Linked DNA regions of Triticum aestivum: region 2 is linked to region 1. Evidence: chromatin contacts called from public HiCAR-type data. All regions are on one chromosome and are shown on one strand. Each heading gives the region's core, a stretch centred on a gene start, on an enhancer-like site or on the middle of the called end of the contact. The rest is flanking DNA. Distances are from core to core; before and after follow the strand shown.

Region 1 (3,929 bases), core at 1,204-3,703:
AAGAACCTGAATTCGACTCGGAAACGAACGAACCTGAATCCGCCGTCGGTCAAACGAAAACGCAGGCAGCAAGGCAAAGAAGCTGTCTGCCACCGTAATTCGGACTGAGCTGAATTCCATGGCGAGTCGGTGAGGCAACCTGTGGAAACAAATAGCCAACGCAGCGTGTAGATCCATACGGAAGTTCCTCCCTCCCCCTTCTCCATCATCAATCTCTGCCGCCGCCCTCTCCACCAACCAAAGCAGTTCGTTCGTCGAGCTAGCGCCATGGCCGCCCGCAAGCGACCTGCTGCCGTCCTCGACGCCGACCACGGCCACGCGACGGCTCAACATCAACAATCGCCGACGTGCTGCAAGAGGAGCCGCGCCTCCATCGGGAGCACCGACGACTACGAGAAGGTGGCCTGCCTAGGCGAGGGTGGCTTCGGCGTCGTCCACAGGATGCGCCACCGCGTCACCAAAAAGGACGTGGCCGTCAAGTTCCTCTCCTCGCCGGACGACACCGAGGAGCCCCCCGACGTCCAAGATCTTGAGCGGGAGGCACGATTCCTCGAGGCCTGCAACGGAAACCCTTACGTCGTCGGCTTCGAGGGCATGGTGTGCGACCCGGCCACCGGCGACACCGCCGGCCTCGTCATGGAGTACGTCGCGGCGTCGAGCCTCCTGTCTTTATTGTGGGACAGGCGCGGCGACCCGCCGCTCCCGGAATCCACGGTGCGCGACTTCATGCGGAAGCTCCTGACCGGCGCCGAAAAGATGCACGAGCACGAGCGCCACATCGTCCACCGTGACATCAAGCCAGCCAATATCCTCGTCGGGAAGAACGGGGAGCTCCTCAAGATTTGCGACCTCGGGCTGGCCATGTCCATGTGCGACTGGCCGCCGTACAACCAGGTCGGCACGGCGCCCTACATGGCGCCGGAGATGATCCTGGGCAAGCAGGACTACGACGCGCTCGTGGACACGTGGTCCATCGGCTGCGTCTTTGCCGAGCTGCTCACCGGCACGACGCTGTTCACGGTCGACCCCAAAGACGAGGAGGAAGACGAGACAAAGAATGACGTAAAGCAGCTGTGGAGCATCTTCCGGGTGCTCGGGGTGCCGGACGAGAGGACGTGGCCAGGCTTCACGTCGCTGCCGCTGGCTAAGAAGGCGCCGCAGCTGCTACAGGCGGGGCACAACAAGCACCGGCTGCGGGATTTGTTCCCTGAAGAGAAGCTGTCCGACAAAGGATTCCAGGTGTTGCAAGGGCTCCTCACGTGCAACCCCGACGAGCGACTGACGGCAGCCGCCGCGCTGAAGCACCCATGGTTCGCAGCTCCTCGTTCCGCCGCCGACGCCGTTGAGAAGGTCGATGCTCTGTCATTTCCGAAAAGGAAGACACCAAGGATCAAGTTCATCCCGCCGGCCATGCCCCAGAAGAATCTACTCAAAATCCCACTGGCCGTGTGGAACGCAGCGCAACGAGTGTAATGAAACTCTCTACTATAGATGTGACTGTGCTTTGATGAGCCATCTGTGTAAATGCTAGCATAAACTCTCTTGATGTGATTGTGCTTGGATGAGCCATCAACAATCATGAGTCATTAGTGCTGATCCATCAAGTAGAAGTTGATCCTTGGCACATGTTCAGAGAATCAGAGATGTGTTAGCCTGCTTTTCTGAATTCTATGTGTCATTGTGCACATGTTCAGAGAATCAGAGATGTGTAATTGCGAGGTTGTGTTCAGAGATTCATTACAGTGCTGACATATGTTGTTTACATGGTCAGTTGTTATTGAGTTATACTGCACAATTTGTGTTGTTTTTCAGAAATCATGAGCTGATGATAAAAATGTGCAGTTCAAATCTATAGAGTGATGGATGAATTGATATTAAAAATGTCTTGCTGGTGCAGATTTCATGAGAACTTATATATTTAGCAATGGTACTAGTACAGCAACTGGACATACTTTCTTCAACCTAGTATGGCACCTAGGGGAGAATGAGTGCCTGGTATGGCACCTGTCGGATCTTCAACACATGGAGCTGTGGAAGATGTCCTGCAGGGGAGAATGAACCAAATTCAAGAGCTTATTGGACCATCGCAATCCGGCGGTACCCTTGCACTAAAACTGAAACTATGGCGTGGATCAGCTCTGTTCAAGCATCTAGCTCTGAAGCAGGAAGCAGAGACTTGAGTCTGCAAGGCAGGAGAAGGGCAGGATATGTATAACAAGGTAAGTTTCAATACCAACACAAGAAGAATCAGAGTGGCGCAGCGGAAACCTGGTGGGCCCATAACCCACAGGTCGCAGGATCGAAATCTGGCTCTGATATACATTTTTTCCACTTTTATTTTCTTTTTTTCCTTCATTTTTTTTGCTGCCTTTCTATGAGTTTCCGCTTCAAGATTCGTGCCACGCCTTCGACGCCATGTGCGAACCGCAGCACAGGTGTACCAAAACGAAACGCTCCCGCAAAAGCAAAACCCAGAACCCTAGCTTCCCTCCCTCCCTCCCTCCGCCCCCCTTCGCGCTCCCATGGCCATGGCCACGGACTCGGCGGCCGCCTCCAGCCCCCGCGGCGCGTCGAGGAAGCGCCCGCGGAGCCAGTCGCCGCCCCCCGCAGGAGAGGGCCCGAGCGAGCCCGCGCTCTCCCGGCCCCGCTTCGCGGAAAACCTCGACCTCGTCCTCTCCCTCCAGGGCAAGGGGCTCTCCCTCCAAAGGTCATCCCCTCGCTGCCCCCCGCTTGCGGTTCGATGCAGCTTAGCACCCCTGTGTGCCCAATCTCCGAGTAGGATCGAAGCAATTTTTCTGTAGTAATTCGCGTGCTTCTAGTCTGGCTGCGGCTACGTGGATTTGGGGATGCGCTGCTCTAGGTAGCTACATGAGGAGATTCGTCTGATTCAGCCAGCTAGTATATTTGGAAATGTAGTTTCGTTGTAGTTGTGTGATTCAAAGGGAGATGATGTGGGCATGTGGCCAGAAGTTTACACCTGCACTGGTTGGATCATTGTTGACTTAGGATAATAACAACAATAATAATTACTCTGTAAAAACAGTTGCATTAATTAAGGTCAGATTTTAGCTTAATTGTTCTGTGGAGGCGAAAATATGCTTATGATTATACAGTATCTTTTTATGACCTCCGATTCTCAATAGCATCTGTTTGGTGATACTTGGATATTGCAACACATAGTCCAGTGTTTCTTAGTTGGGGAATAATTCCTGGATGAACCTTATTATGCTCTTGCTGTTTGTGATTCTAACTTTTGTATGCTAAATCATGCAGAAAGGTTGAACTGGCATTCAATTTTATAAAGGCCGAGTCAAATCGTTCAACCCATGGCCATAGAGCGGACAATATCCAGCTATTGCGAATGGTTTCATTTATTGGAAACTGGGTGCAATCTATCCTACTTCCGTCTAAGAAGGTTCCAGAGCCTTTTGATCCTGTTTTAGATTATAGATGCTGGGAAATTCTGAGATTTTGCATTGAAAAGAAGCCGTCAGTCTCAATTTCTCTGAAGCTACTTCAACCACTTGGTTGCATTGCAAAGGATGGTTTGAGCAGAGTTCAAATCGGCGCTCCATGTGATGACCATGAATCCTTTTTGCTCTTTGAACGAGTTTTCCACTGCGTGTCCTTTCTTTTCTCCTCCAATACAAGAGCTTTCTTCAACGCACCCGTGGATTTGTGGACCTCTTGTGTCACCGAGGCTATTAATCTTGTCCAGAAGGTTTCAACTAATGAGAAAAAGGGTTGTACCATTCTTCAGAATCTTGGAAATTGTCTGCTTGAGCAATTTTCAAGCTTTCTCAGATTCCATGCAAATCCTAAGAATATTTTCCGTCCTTTTGTTGACAAGATTCTTGATCCGCTGTTGGAATTGTTGGTTTTACTTAATTCACAAGCAAATTCTATCAAGCACAAGCACGCAGGATCCA
Region 2 (3,751 bases), core at 156-2,655, 330 kb after region 1:
AATCCGCACACAGCCAAAATATACAAACTAGCTAGTTTGATTGTAGTATATCTGACGTTCAAGGCCCGCTCGTTAGATCTAACGTGTAAATCCGCACCGCTGGTTTCACATGCCCCCGGGTGCCTTCCGGTACATGTGAGGTGGGGGAAGCCCTAGTTTGGGATTGGTCGTATTTGGTCACCCTAACTCTAGGTGGGACTCAGTTTAGGTGGCTCGACGTTGGTGGCGAGGCGATGACATCATTAGTGCCATGGAATAACATCTTCCCATCATGTCCTCGTCCCGAGGGTGCTGGTTGATGTTGGTAGAGAGTCGGAACTTCAGTCAAGGCAAAATCTTGGTTCCTATTTTTTTTCTAAGTTTCGTCCAAATGGTCTTGAACGATGTCCTCGCGGAGTGGATGTGATAGTTCTTGTTTTTATCTTCTGGCCTTTAACGTCTGGTGATGCATGACCAACTTCACCTTCATTGTGAAGGTGGTGACGTAAGGCCTTACCGATTCAATATGGTCGGATATGAATTGTTGTCTAGCCCCTTTGCCACCTTCTTCTCTGCGAGAGCGATCTAATGTCCAGTTCATTGTCGCTGATTTCTTCTAGCCCCGACAAGCAATTGCTCTGGCGTTGCGTCAACAACACTACCTTATCTTTGATTGTCTTTCACAAATCCAGATGCGGCATCGAGCATTGCTCACAGCGCACTGGCGACAAGTGTAGAAGGAAGACAAAGTTGATATACACAAGAACATGTGTGTTATTTTCTGCTTTTATAAGGATGGTCTTGCAAGGGTTGGAGAATTTTAACATATGGTCAAGGCCTTCTCGTGGGGGTGGGGGGGGGGAGGAGGTACCAAGTCATTTGAAAATGCACTATATTTAGCTTATATTAAAATTGGAAATTTCAAACATACAATTTGGTATTTTTGGCAGTAATCATGGTGCAAAGCCTAATTTAGGAACTTTATTGTGGTTAAATTAAATAATAAAACTGAATTAAATCGATTTACTAAAGATTTTTTTTCTGTACTTAAAATGAGGTTACAACCCCTGCTAAAAAGTACCTTCATTTCCACAATTATAATTGGAGAAGAAAGAAAATACAAGCGCTAGCATTACTAATAGGTAAAATAAAACATAGTAGCTAGTAAAAAAGGTAAAATAAAATATACTCGCCACTCCCCTTAATCTAGTACCGTACCAAAAAATTACAGTGTTACAAAACTGTACGATTGCCCCATATGCAGCTAATAAAGAAGACAGTGATGTTAGGCACCACAGAGCGGGTCAAAGTAATTTTGTAACAATGACATATTGACATCTCTGGGCCTGTCACGCGCACAAAAAACCAAATCAATAAAAAACAAAACCTAGCGGCTAGAATTATTAGGTGCCTCTCCTTTTTATCCGGTGCGGCGTGGATAATTGGGCACATCATCACACTATTCTACACCTCCAAAACGGAAACAAAACAAAACTCTCTCGTCGCCCACACCACACCAAACCAGACCAGGAAAGAAATCCAGAGGGGAGCAGAGCAAGCGAGGGGAATAAAGCAGAGGAGGGGAGAGAGAGGTAGCCAAGAACGCCATGGCCTCCGCTGCTTGCTAGCTAGCTAGCCAGCCAGCCAGTAGTATATAAGGAGCGGCACCGCCCGTGCGACCCAGGCCCCAAGGCAGTCGTCTCATGCTCCGGTCCACGCATCCCCTCAGCCCCAGCAGCGGCGGCAGCGGAGGTAGCAGCCCGGCCCCGGCGTCCAGCTCCGGCGAGGCGATGGTGGGGGGCGCGCCGAGCGGGGCGAAGCTGCTGCAGATCCTGAACGTGCGGGTGGTGGGCACCGGCGAGCGCGTGGTGGTGCTGTCGCACGGCTTCGGCACGGACCAGTCGGCGTGGAGCCGCGTGCTGCCGTACCTCATCCGCGAGCACCGCGTGGTGCTCTACGACCTCGTCTGCGCCGGCAGCGTCAACCCGGACCACTTCGACTTCCGCCGCTACAACAACCTGGACGCTTACGTGGACGACCTGCTCGCCATCCTCGACGCGCTCCGCATCCCGCGCTGCGCCTTCGTCGGCCACTCCGTCTCCGCCATGATCGGCATCCTCGCCTCCATCCGCCGCCCCGACCTCTTCGCCAAGCTCGTCCTCATCGGCGCCTCGCCTAGGTGGGTGGTCAATTATAGTTTTTCGTTTCCTTGCACCGTTGCACGCGACGCGCGGCGAACTAACCGACCGGAGTAATCAATCAATCGATCGATCGATCGAGCAGGTTCTTGAACGACAGCGACTACCACGGCGGGTTCGAGCTGGAGGAGATCCAGCAGGTGTTCCAGGCGATGTCGGCCAACTACGAGGCGTGGGCCAAGGGGTACGCGCCGCTGGCGGTGGGCGCGGACGTGCCGGCGGCGGTGCAGGAGTTCAGCCGGACGCTGTTCAACATGCGGCCGGACATCTCGCTGCACGTCTGCCAGAGCGTGTTCAAGACGGACCTCCGCGGCGTGCTGGGCATGGTGCAGGCGCCGTGCGTGGTGGTGCAGACCACCCGCGACGTCTCCGTGCCGGCCAACGTCGCCGCCTACCTCAGGGCCCACCTCGGCGGGCGCACCACCATCGAGCCCCTGCCGACGGAGGGCCACCTCCCCCACCTCAGCGCCCCCAGCCTCCTCGCCCAGGTGCTCCGCCGCGCGCTCGCCCGGTTCTAGCACCAGAAAAAAGTAAAAGAGAGAGAAGAAATTACTGCCGCTCTGGTCTACTCCTATGGATGAGTATAACGCGTGGCGGTCGGTTGTCCACGTCGTGCATGGCCCATCCTATCACCATGGACATGGAGTATCGTGTAGCGCGGATAACGAAGTTGACCTAGCTCCCATCTAGGAGCCGAGCCGAGCGTACGCGTACCGAACTGGCCCCGGCGGTGACTCGTACTACGCGATCATCTTGTCATCTGCTCGGGCGTGACAAGACATTCGCAGGCAGCGGCGTGTCGCGCTGCTCCACTGCACCTACCAGACTACTTTACTGGGTTTATTATCCAGCCACTATCTCCGAGAAATCTCATTTTGTAACATCAAGTTGCACGGGGTACGTACGTACTACTCGTATTTGATTAGGAAAAAGATAGGCTTGGTCTAACACGAGCCGTTTTTATTATTTGGGACGGGATGCTTAGCTTAGCTTAGCTTAGCCGTGGGGTAAGTGGGTGTGTGGGGGGGGCCACCGGAGCAGACGTGATGATCGGCGTGATGCTTAGCTTTTGATATGGTTGGTGCGCTGTTGCTTGCTCAAGCCCAACCCCAACCACAACCCACCCGACGCTAATATCTATCTAATCCAACTCGCTTGCGTTGGATGGGTGGGCATCAATCGAGCATTAATTAACAACAATGGTAATTAGCCGTCGTCGTCGTCATCGCCCGCATTGCATATTCCTTTGAATTCATTTTTTTTCCCGCCAACTAGTACGAACTATGGCCAACTCCACCGTGCGATCCTATCATGTCCGGCCCCGTCCGTTTGGATAAAATGGACAAAGGAGACGGCTCAGCGCGCGACGGCCCGGACTCATCTTGTTTGTTTTGTGTCCGGGCCGACCCATTTCGAGCGCAAACTTACGTCAGATTTGGGTCGCGACGGACATCAAACGGACGCGCCCCTCGTCCGCGTCGGGGCCGCGTGACAGGCGGCCACCTACCTCCCACCCGTCCACATCAATGCACACGAACGGGCGGCCCCATCTGTCATCCGCACGTCGGACGGTC

Evidence for each region. HiCAR-type assays count read pairs that join an accessible place to other places.
Region 2: a HiCAR-type map of leaf shows a contact between it and region 1, with 9 times the contacts expected there. The contact joins the promoter of LOC123084994 here to the promoter of LOC123084993 in region 1. A contact is called at or near these places in 2 of 5 Hi-C or Micro-C datasets (both in leaf) and 1 of 1 datasets of contacts at active chromatin or transcription factors (leaf).

Annotation. Positions count from the first base shown.
Region 1 is chr4A:37,966,138-37,970,066 of IWGSC CS RefSeq v2.1, forward strand. LOC123084993 reads left to right here and starts at 2,454. Exons shown (of 10, transcript XM_044506544.1): 1 at 2,454-2,707; 2 at 3,274-3,929. The coding sequence starts at 2,523. LOC123081705 (putative cyclin-dependent kinase F-2) reads left to right here and starts at 124. Exons shown (of 1, transcript XM_044504248.1): 1 at 124-2,089. The coding sequence starts at 268. The coding sequence ends at 1,473.
Region 2 is chr4A:38,293,775-38,297,525 of IWGSC CS RefSeq v2.1, forward strand. LOC123084994 (strigolactone esterase D14) reads left to right here and starts at 1,406. Exons shown (of 2, transcript XM_044506545.1): 1 at 1,406-2,158; 2 at 2,263-3,143. The coding sequence starts at 1,683. The coding sequence ends at 2,695.